2 separate regions of the Zea mays genome follow, and region 2 is linked to region 1. The links are chromatin contacts, called in public Hi-C maps. All regions are on one chromosome and are shown on one strand. Each heading gives the region's core, a stretch centred on a gene start, on an enhancer-like site or on the middle of the called end of the contact. The rest is flanking DNA. Distances are from core to core; before and after follow the strand shown. Region 1 holds the start of LOC100216607 (CBS domain-containing protein CBSCBSPB2). Region 2 holds the start of LOC100274308 (putative RING zinc finger domain superfamily protein).

The links. Hi-C and Micro-C count contacts between places; a contact is called where the count stands out from the background.
Region 2: a Hi-C map of bundle sheath shows a contact between it and region 1, with 2.6 times the contacts expected there. The contact joins the promoter of LOC100274308 here to the promoter of LOC100216607 in region 1. A contact is called at or near these places in 3 of 25 Hi-C or Micro-C datasets (bundle sheath, ear and tassel).

Annotation. Positions count from the first base shown.
Region 1 is chr4:210,804,266-210,810,004 of Zm-B73-REFERENCE-NAM-5.0, reverse strand. LOC100216607 (CBS domain-containing protein CBSCBSPB2) reads left to right here and starts at 3,396. Exons shown (of 12, transcript NM_001143020.1): 1 at 3,396-3,523; 2 at 4,369-4,539; 3 at 5,048-5,126; 4 at 5,227-5,340; 5 at 5,425-5,491; 6 at 5,581-5,686. The coding sequence starts at 3,454.
Region 2 is chr4:211,124,286-211,130,248 of Zm-B73-REFERENCE-NAM-5.0, reverse strand. It overlaps LOC100274308 (putative RING zinc finger domain superfamily protein), which reads right to left and starts at 2,381. Exons shown (of 15, transcript NM_001148671.2): 1 at 2,239-2,381; 2 at 1,980-2,136; 3 at 1,013-1,107; 4 at 693-754; 5 at 431-522; 6 at 222-357; 7 at 58-129. The coding sequence starts at 2,323.

The DNA.
Region 1 (5,739 bases), core at 2,147-4,646:
CTTTTGGTCTTGTGTCTTGGACTTGTGCCGAGTATTTGTAAGTCTTCTAGGAGTCTTTTATGACTTCTTTTTAGTTGTTGCATCCTTAGGGCCTAAGTCCAATCCACTTTGCATCCTGTGAACTACAAAACACAAACACTTGGAAAACATTAGTTGATCCATTATGTTGTTCATCAAACACCAAAATCACTTAGGCCCTGTTTGTTGGGGCTTTTTTTAGCTTCTGACCACCAAAAGCTACTGTGGACGGTCAAACGCCCTAAGTTTTTAGCTCGTTTCTATAAGAATTGTTTTGTTAAAAACTGTCCAAAATTAATATGAACACAGAATCGATCGAGTCATCACGATAGTAGGAATCCATCGCTTTCTAGATCATGAATCCTTTTGGCCACTTCATCTTCCTCTGCACGTAATCCCCACGATACTCAAATTCTTCCCATAGCTAGATTCTATGCATAGCCAGATTCTCAGGAAAGTTAGTCAAATGGGCAGGGGTCCATTTTCCTTACAGCTGACCTTTCATCGAATATCAGTGCCACCTTCTTCATTCCATCAAAACTAATATTCCCATAAACATCTTCCTCCACACTTCCTCCATGATATAGGGTGACTAAGTTGTCCATCTATTTCAAAGACGAATTCATTACTCAATAACAAATTAAGATGGTATGTGACTAACACTATCTACTAATCCTGACTAATTACTAACCCCATCTACTAATGCCTAAATACTTAATAAGTAACAATTAAACAATAGTTAATTACTAACTAATAACTATATACTAACTAATAACTAATCACATCTAATAGAGTTACATAATCTATGAGTACGATAAGCAAAATGAGTATACCTGAGGTCGCGGTGGAGTCAAGCTACCGGTGGCGGTGGAATCAAACGACCTCCTGGCCGCAAAAAAGTTACACAATACTCTCTGTACAAATTTCGATAGCACCTCCAATGTACGATGAGGTTTCTAAAACCTGCAAACAAACGAACAACACGATAACTGACAGACACATTCACCAACAGACGAACAATAGGATGGCTAACATACACATGCACATTCACTACATATACTAACAACTGAATAACTAGCTAGTTCACTAAATAGACTAAATAACAAAAGTACTAATTAAAGATGTAACCTAACTAAGTTTCTAAAATAACTAACTAACAAACTAACTAGCTAATTTGCTAACTAACTAACTAATTTGCTAAACTAACAAATTTGCTAACTAACTAGCTAACTAACAAATTTACTAACCCACGTACTTGGAGGCGCGACAACGAGCTCTAGAGGCCTAGGGGGCGGAAGCGAAGTCCGAGAGCGTTGTGTGGCGGGCATGGGCGCAGCGAGCGACGACGTGCACGCGGCGACCGGGCGCGAGGCGCAGTGAGCAGGGGCACAGGCATGACGACGTCCAATGGTGGCGGTGGCGATGACAGGACAGAGACAGAGGCGCACGACGAGTGTGAGAGAAGACGAAGCACGTGTGAGAAGAAGGCCTTTGGCCCATATTCCCTAGCTTGGCGCACGACGAGTTTGAGAGAAGACAAAGCACGTGTGAGAAAGAAGGCCTCTAGCCCATATTCCCTTGCTCGGCGCTAGGCCAGGTCAGCCACCTGACAACCAGCGTGCGTCAACACGGGCAGTACCTCGGCGCCATAACCTATATCATCAAGTCGTGTTACCTTGGCGCCATGCCTATGACACCAAGTAAAGGGTCTAAAACATGAATTCTTCTTCCAGGGGTTAAACGTGATTTTTTGAAAAAGGGCTAAATTGCAAAAAATTGCCTAACTGCACTCACCTAGGATCAGTCACGCGCATGTCACTAAACTTGGTTTGCTCAACTGCTTCGCTTGCCTCCTTACCTGCTCAGGCTTTCATCGGGGTTGGAACACTAAATGTGGTTATGCCATTTTTTCTATGCACCTTGGTACGTAAAAGGGGTCAAGGCCGGCCAGTGAGACGATGGGCGATAAGCTTCATTGTGGAGATTTTACACTATAAAATTTAACAATTGAATCAGATTAGGATCAGGTTCTGTTCTTATTCATTTTTGAACTAAAATTATTTAAGAGTCCTAACTTATTGTAAAGAAATATTTGAATCGTGATTCATTACTACCCCTAGCCATAAACATATGTAAAGAAAATATATACATTGAGTATATATAATTTAATGTTAGAAAATTTTTAATGTAGATTTGTGCATTCTCTCGTATCTGTGGCATACCACTCCCTTTCTAAATTCTAAATTATAGTCTGCTTCATAGACCGGTTTAGAATACTTCCAGCTCTAGTAAATTTGATGAGTTAGTGGAGCAAGTCATTAGGTTCTCCAGGATATTAGGGCTCACAAGCAATGTCAAAGTTTACCACAGTTTCGCAGGATATCAGGGCCCACAGGCAAGGAAGCCCAAAAGAGCCAGCGATCATTCCTCTCCAAGGCTCCAAGACTCAGGCTCCAACTTTCCCGGCCGCCGCCGCCGTCGCGAATCCGCCGCCACCTACGCGGCCGCGGTCATGAGCTCCACTGCCGCTGTGGCCCTTAATCGTCGCACGCGCAGCCGGCCGCCGTCGGTCGCGTCTTCCCGCAGGTCTGATGATCCCACGGCCGCCGGCGCTGGCGCCCCCGCCAACGGCAACGGCAAAGTCTCCACCAAGCCCGCCTCCCCCGACCATACCTCGTAAGGCCGCCATAAGCCTTTTCTTTTCTCGGATTTTTCTCCCTCCTCCTCAGCTGTCACTAAGGTGCTGGGTTGGTTTCGTCAGAGGGGAGAGAACGGTCAAGAAGCTGCGGCTGTCCAAGGCGCTGACGATCGCGGAGGGGACCACGGTCTCGGAGGCGTGCCGACGGATGGCGGCGAGGCGGGTCGATGCCGTTCTGCTCACAGACGCCGGTGGCCTGCTCTCAGGCATCGTCACCGACAAGGTACCGTGTTCCTTCAGTTACATCAGTTTTGAATCTGTTGTACCAAACATGTTATGATTGGCTGGTAAGTTGTTTCGAACTTAGAAGGAATGAACTTTATGTGTAAAAATGTCATAGTTGTGGTAGTGGCTGCTTTGGATTGTACCCCACTCGCTCCCATAAGCCATAAAGCTTGCTTGTGTCCCAATCAAGTGACTGAACAGAATGCATTTCTTTAGTGTTGGACGCTTTGCACCATTACAACTTAGCTAATTCTATATTCTTTGTTTAAATTACTATATGCTTGAAATTTGCAACTGATGCCACTGTTCATGTTCTTGAGTTGAACTGTTATGCATTGATCTCTCATCTGTGTTTGGTTTGGACAAATCTGAAGCTGACTCAGCAGTATCTAACAACTAGGCGAAGTATATCCTCATGCTTCATTCTTTTCCTTTGAACTGGGATATAGGACATAGCTACAAGGGTCATTGCCGAGGGGCTGCGGGTTGAGCAAACAATCATCTCCAAGATTATGACAAGGAACCCTTCATATGTCATGGCGGACACACCTGCTATTGAGGCACTGCATAAAATGGTCCAAGGTATATGTGGACTACTGTTAATATAACTTCACATTCAAGAAAAGAAATAATGGAAATGTATATGCCTTATTTTTTATAGGATACTAAAGGAACATATTATTTTGTCAATAGTAGAAAGTTATTATTTGTCTCAAGCTTACTGCAATGACTTGGGACTTCGAATCATGTTGTATCTTAGCCACTGTATTAGTCTAGAGGGGCGTTGGTAGGATTGCGGATCCTACCAGGGATCTCCCTTAGCCTATAAGGATGAACAGTTGCGCGAGGGAGATGGGGCGCCATGGCTGACCTAGGCTGCGTGGGCAAGAGAGATTGATTCACACCAACTCCTGGCTCCCTCAGGGAAGCCAAAATAATTTGATTCTGCTTAATTCCACAGATGACCTCTTACAAGTATTTATATCCCAGCTGATGCTTATCTGATCTAAGGATAAGAGCTATGAGATCTCTTCTAATCCTTATCCAACTAACTAGAGATAATCTCTCTTTTTTATTAGCTAATCCTTATCTGATCTATCCTAGCTGATCCTGGCCGCATGTGGCCTGTGGCCTGGCCGTGGGCCTTAGCCCTCCTAGCCACTAATGTCCCTGCGCCTGGTGTAGGGGATGCCGGTCATAACAGGCGTAGTAATGGCAACTTCCATTGCTCCTGTGTTTCATAAGGAAAAGGAGGACCAGCATTTTCAAAGTGGTCCAGCATCTAAATTTGTTTAACATTTTAATGACATCATAAGGTTTAGTGCTGCATAGGCTAAACCTCATTATTTCAATGTTCCTTGAATAAACTTAATTTGAGGTATGTTATTCCTTTCTCTGAAGTTAATATGGTTTTTTTCTTATTATAGGGAAATTTAGACACCTTCCAGTTGTTGAAAATGGTGAGGTTATTGCGATGCTGGACATTGCAAAATGTCTGTATGATGCAATATCAAGACTGGAAAAGGCAGCAGAGCAAGGAAGTGCACTAGCAGCTGCCATAGAAGGGGTTGAGCGCCAGTTAGGTGGCAACTTCTCAGGTAACCATATTATTGTGTCAACTCTTACTCCATTCCTGCTTTATCTTTTTTTATCACCAGATGTTCATCAATGCACAAGAATTCACTGAACATCAGAACAAGCATATATTTTACTATTTTAGCCATATACACCAATTTCACCTATAAATTATGCTATCTAGTTCTTTGTTTTAAAAAAGGGCAGAACTAGTGTCAGAGGCTCCCAAATTTGTGGGGTTTGGGAAGGGATAAATCGAGGCTAGCCTTCCTCCCGCAAATGCGGAAAGGTTGCTTCGAACCCATGACCTAGTGACTCAGTGAGACAGCTCTTACCACTGCACCAGGCTTTTGTCTTTCTAGTTTTTTTTGAAGAAAAAATGCTTTTAACTATGCAATCACATGAAGCCAGGTCTTTTGTTGTGAACTTCAATGTTATATTGTATATATGTCTTTTCAGTTGGATGTACGTGTACTAAACTAGTTGCTGCTTTATGCACTTGCCTACAGAATTAACTGTTTTTGGATGCAGGTCCACACAATCTCTTAGAGACTCTCAGAGAACGAATGTTTAAACCTTCTTTGTCAACCATTATCACAGAGAACACAAAGTATGTTGTCACTTTTCTTTGATTCATTTATATTCTTGTGTAATTTTTTTTAGCAAAAGTTGATCTTGATAAAAATGCTTATGACTGTATTTACTTGCAGAGTAGCAACTGTTTCCCTTTCAGATCCTGTTTGTGTAGCAACCCGGAAAATGCGCGACTTACGTGTTAATTCAGTAATTATTATGGCTGGAAATTCGCTTCATGGGATCTTTACGTAAGCATTCCAACTTCATAACCTTTAATTTTCCCCTTTTTGATATTTTTTTAGTTAATAATGATATATGGTTGTGGATTTCAGCTCAAAGGATGTGCTGATGCGTGTTGTGGCCCAAAATCTTTCTCCTGAGTTAACTCTAGTAGAAAAGGTTTCTCCTGCAGATTTATGATTTGTATTCCAAAAGATGTTGAATTTTGTATTCATCCTAGACACACAGTGTCTACTATTTTGATCCAGGTAATGACTGCACACCCCGACTGTGCTACATTGGACACAACAATCCTTGATGCACTACATATCATGCATGATGGCAAATTCTTGCATATTCCTGTTCTTGATGGAGGTAAACTTTGATTCTTCTAGCCTAAGGTTGCCTGCTTTGATGCTTCCATTGTG
Region 2 (5,963 bases), core at 1,132-3,631, 320 kb before region 1:
TAACTCAAAGAAAAAACGTTAATTTACAATTGCTTCACTCACCATATTCGACTTAACTGAAGCATACGACTCTAACAACGCAATCTCCTCATCAGATCTCTGTAGTGAGGAAAAAGCTTGCAATATAGCCTACAAAAGGCATAGAAACAAATAAATCTAGCAGTTCATAGCAGTTTTAGAAACATATTAATGAACAAAGTCATTAGCAGCAAACATCGTGCCTCTTCAATATTATGCAGGAAGTGATTCCTTCCAACTGATTGAACTGTTGTCCTACATTGTGGGCATGCAGCGCTCTGGCTTTTATCACGTGAATTAGATGAAGACCTCCTTAACCACTCTGAGAAACATCCATTGCTTAAAAAATGAAGGATCAGAGCCGAGACTTTCAGAGAAACCAACAGAAAAAAAGTAATACTAACAAATTTACCAGAAGTTGTGCAGGCATGGAGCAACAGTAACAACATCATGCCACAAATTCAGGCATATGCTGCATTTTGCATTCTCGATATCTAGAACAATCTGAAATCATCATTTAGCTAGAAGTTAGTTTTTCCCCAACCTGGCTGTACGAGAGCTATGTATCATGCATTAGGATAAAGGGAGTATAAGAATACAAAACACACACGCCCAAGAAAAAGTAGTATGTGAAGAAGATCTTTTTACACGAGTACTAATTTCCAGAATAATACCTTGACATTTTTTTTTTCATGATCCTCTGCCTCTGTAATTTCAAATGTATATATTAAATGCCCTGGAAAAATAATGAAGCACATGAATGTGTCATAGACATTCATTTCACTTGTTAAGAATTAGAGAGGCACACACACAAAAAAAAAGATTTTTTTAAGTTATTCACTGTCCCAAGAAAGCACCTTTATACTGACAATATTATTGATAGATGAATATGCAAAAACAAGTCAAAGCTGTTCAAGGCTTCCCAAAGCCACAAGAGTAGTACTTTCTTTTTCAGTATAAAGATTTGCTGTCAAGGTCCTGAAAATAACCATACCTTCTTTCTGGGGTCCAGAGACAATCTCACTGCCTGGTTTGATGTCTACGCATTCTTGTTCGACAATTCTTCCATCAACAATAATTGCATCCGAGCTTTATCAATGGAACAGGGAAGACATGAGAAGCATGTATCATCAGCAAGAATTCAACAAAACAAATAGTACAAAAAAATATCTCACAACAAAAATTGGGAGGCAAACAAAGGTGGGAAAAGTTAATTTTGTGAACCAACACATAAAGATAAAACAATTTTCATTTTTTGCAAGACATAGTCAATCAAATAGCTTAAAGAGAGTGCCAAGAATTAAGAGTCTGGGATTTGCCTACATCCCATTTGTGTTTGCAACATGCATTTCAAATTTTCCATTCTTGATTTTGCACAATCAGACACACCAAATGTATAGACAAACTGTTACAAATTGGCATCAACGTTTTATATGAAATGTAGCCAAATCCCACCACAGAAAAACTGAAGCTTGCCTGACTTCTCTTGCTAAATAAAGAGCATTCTCAAGAACTGAGTTTAGACTACAATACTACTACAACAATCTAGGAAGACAGAATCTGGAATAGATCGAGGATACTAAAAGTTGTGGATACCACTAATAAGTCGGCAAAAATGGAACAGACAACAATTTAGCCTTGCTATCACTACCATTGTACTTGTACCTCTTTCAAGGGACCTAAACCGGAGAACACTGGGGTATACAGGCAGGCACTAAAGGTAACGCGTCCATTCCAACATTTGAGCCGTGAGTACCAATTAAAAGAGGTGATGAACAGAGCTCACACAAAGTCCCCGTCAGTTTTCTCAAAATAGACGTCGCCCTTTTCGGACATTTTGTCACTCCCGGAGGAGACGCACTGTTAAAAAGTCTTACACGGCACGCCACCACAGTCAAAGGATCCACAGGAACACGAAAAAAGGCATGGACCCAAGTCCCCAAAGGCGCAGGATAGAGCACCTAAGGTTCCGAATAGTGGCGGACGACGCGTCCCCGGCATTCCGCCTGATCTCGCACCACGCGACCTCCTCCCCGCCGCAGGGCGGCGCAACGAGGGAGCAGACCACGGAGTCGTCTTCGGCCACCTCCACCGTCGGGCACGCGGAATCGGCGGGCACTGCCAATGAATGGGACAACCAAACAAGAGAAGAGAATCAAGAAGCCGTGCAGATGAAGGAACCCGTGGAGAACCGAGAAGGGGTGGGGGCAGCTGCCCTACCCAGCCTAGCCCATACGGTGGGGGAGGACGGGGAGGCGGCAGAGGGCTGAGGGGGTTTGGAGGTGGAGCACTCGCCGGCGTCCATGGTGCAGGGAGGCGAGGAGCGGCGTGCGTGCACGGTGTACGGCACACGGCTGCGTAGGGGGCAAGAAGGGGGCCTCTACTTCCTTCTGGGTTTTTGCGGTTTTGTTGCAGCGCCGTGGCCCGTGGGGCCCGCTTGGGACGTCGTGGTTCCCAACCATTTCCATGGGCCCGTGAGTGAATGGATAGGCCGACCGTTGTAATGGTCTGGGCCGGAAAAGTGACTACGGATGTTAATGGGCTGCTGAGCTTTTGAAGTTTGTCCCATTTAGCAGTAAGCTCGGTCCATGATGAAAAACGGACACACCGGCGATCGCGGGCGGCCGAAAATTAGTGCGCTATTTGCAAACGACATAGTTAATATGTACTAACTATTAAGACTGTAATGTAGATTGCCCTCGCCAAACAACTGCCCGCCCGATCCCGCCGCGACCCCCGCCCTCCGCCAACCGCCTGCTGCGACCCTCGCCCGTCGCCAACCGCACGCCGCCAGCCGCAAGGCGCGAACGCCCGACCGCCGCGACCGCTCCGCAAACGCCGCAAACAGCCATAACCGCGCTGGAGGCGAATCGAAAACCCCAAGAGACGGCGAAAGCGAGCGCGGGTAGCAACTGACCATAACCGCGCAGTGGCCCCAGCCGGAGTCGGGGGTTGGCGCGGCGGCAGGGCGGAGACATCAGGAGGCGGAGCGGTGGAGGACGCCGCTAGCCATGTGAGCACGGGGCAGGGCGTCGTGGTGTCCGGGCCTGGGGCATTCGAGGAAGGGGAGCTTGGTGCGGCAATGGTGCGTTCCAGGTTCTCGATCCAGTTGGAGGTTGAATTGGAGCAAAGGGTACACAGCTACGTATTAGCTCACAGACTAGCGCTATTTGGTTAAGCACCTGATCGCCCAGTGCCTGATATGTTTGTTCATAAATAGCCAGTAGCCGTCACCTGCAAGTACAGTACGGAAGTGCCAACCTGAACTTTACTTGAGCTTGATAAAAGCAAAACGCGCGGTTCCACTACCAAACTATGATGTGCATCTAGAGTTTAATCAGCTCTGCTCTACGTTTTTTTAGCTATGCTCTATGTTTTTTAGCCATACTTTTCAGCTCTGCTCTACGTTTTTTTAGCCAGATAGATATAGTTGCACAAACTCTGCTTCAGGAAAAAAAGGTAAAGTTGTAAGATCATCTAAAGGGTGCTCCAAAAACTCTAGGTTTTTATAAAACTGCTCAGCCGATGGAGTTTGTAGATCAAAGTTCATAAAGCAGTTCCAAACAGGCGTAAGGCTGCAGTTAATACTTGTTGCGCCGGTGGACCACCACGCACAATGAAAACATGCTTAGAATAAACATTACTCCTGCTTAGCATAAGTAGACTGAAAAGCCAAGGATCCACCTGATAAAAGCTCAGATATAACGAATACATGAAATTGCAGTCTGAAGTCTGAACTAACAGAAATGGTACCTAGCACCTCCAGACCTTATTGTTGCAAAAACGAATAACCTATTGGCACAACAATTATCCAGTTCAACTATTTGTTGCCCTCAAGTATCAACCATCAGAACTGGAATTCGTTCCACTTCCCTCCTGCTTAGATCCCAGATGGGGATAACAAGTAAAGCTCTTACATACCTGGCAGTCCGAGAAGAAATTAACTGGCCACCAGGTAGCTTTGCTAATAGGCATTCCAAGCCATTCGTGTCCATTGCTCCATGATAGTTCCTGTTGGTGATGTTAGCTCTAAAAAAGGAGTATTAAAGCTCAGATGCTTACTTACCTTTCAGCGTCCACTAGGTCTTAAAACGTGTGAAAGGAACTCACTAGGTCACCTAACTATGAATGCAACTAAAGCTACGCATGCAACCGTGCATGCAAATGCCACTACTACATGCAAAGCCTACATTTGCACACGCGTAAATGCAAAGCCTGCTGCGCATGCGAGTGACAGAGCATGTGTTTGATACCCGGTAGGAATTATATGTTAAAAATAAATGCGTTCATCAGCACATGTGTTTGGACTATAGATGTCCAAACGGATCGGACTTGCCGGGCGGCCCGAAACCTGGCACGAACCTGGCATGACACGAAGTGAACCGGGTCCGTGCCGGCCCGGCCCGGCACAGTCACCGGGTCGTGCCTGGGCCGAAGGCGTGACACGATGGGCTAGGCCCGACGTGATTTTATTTTTTTCTATTTTTTCATATAATATATTATACTTGAATATAGAGTATAAAACACAAGAAACATATGTTTTTGTTGGTTATGTGGGTGTAAATAAATGTTTAGAGCTAATAAATATGGTTTAAACCCTCAAAAATGCATACTTTTAGGATATTTTTTATCATTTAAACGTCATATATTGTTATGGGCCCGTTAGGCCCGTCGGGCCGTGGGCCGGCCCGACACGATTATTAAGCTAGCAGGCCATGCTTGGGCCTCACTTGGGGCTCGTGGGCCGGCACAGCACGGCCCGCTAGCTAATCCGGGTCGGGCCGACACGATCCTAATCTGTGTCGGGCCTAGCCGTGCTCGGGCCGGGCTGGCACGGCCCGTCCATTTGGACATCTACAGTTTCAAGGAACTAAACGGTAAAAATAAGATAAAATATATGTAAATAGGATTTGAACCATGATTATTTGCTTTAAACTCACGTTCACATCTACCTAGCCACCAGAACACACATTTTATATTTTAGACTCTATACTCAAATATAATATAGAAACTTTTATGAAAAATAGGGGAAAAATAAAACCGGGTCATGCTCAGGCCAACCATGATACTTTTTACATGAGTTTGCTACCTCGATGATCTGTATAATTTTCTTTGCATTTAATATCAGTTATAACTATGACAACTAATTTTTAGTCGTTTTGGACCGAAAAATATAGATTGGTCAAGTCGTTTAGTAAAACAACATATCACACATACATGCAAATTGTTTTCACATCTTAATGAAATATATATCCGTATGCAAATTAGCGAGTCAATTTTTAGAATAGTTCATAGCCATCGGTTCAGAACTTTATACGAAAGAATGTTGGCTCGACGTCTACTTATGCGAAAGAATGTTGTCTCTTCCCTTTCCTATAGGAGGGTGAAATAAGTTTTACCAGCAGCGTTGCACCGGAGGTGCCAGTAGCCTTAGTGTACCAGTCGCTCCTCAAAATGGACTCACTGGCAGCAAAATGTTCTCTAACGAGTTGACTCGTGTACTCGACTAGGATTGTACTTTGTCTCTTCTGTCAACTGAGCTATGGTGAATTCTATCGACATCAATATTAGCACGATGGTTCGCCCAACTGAGCATGTCCCCAGTCCACAAAACTATGTAGTTGAGAACCTCACATGTAGATTCATATTAGTTAACAGATTGCTTGAACAAACTAACACGGTTGTTTGATCTATGCAAAAGATGGCACTGATTGTTTGATCTAAATGTTGCGAAATGGTCTCCAATAAAAATTACATGGTTGCCTCATGGTCTATGTAAGGAAACCTTGAATTTGAATGCGTACATCTTCAGTTGCTCTGCCTGCTTTTAGAGGATTCGCGTTTAGATGGGTTGAATATTGTTATATTACTTGTCTTTATGTAGTAATGTAGAAATCATGCCACAACACATTTTTCCACAACATAAAAGATAAGAGGGCCATATT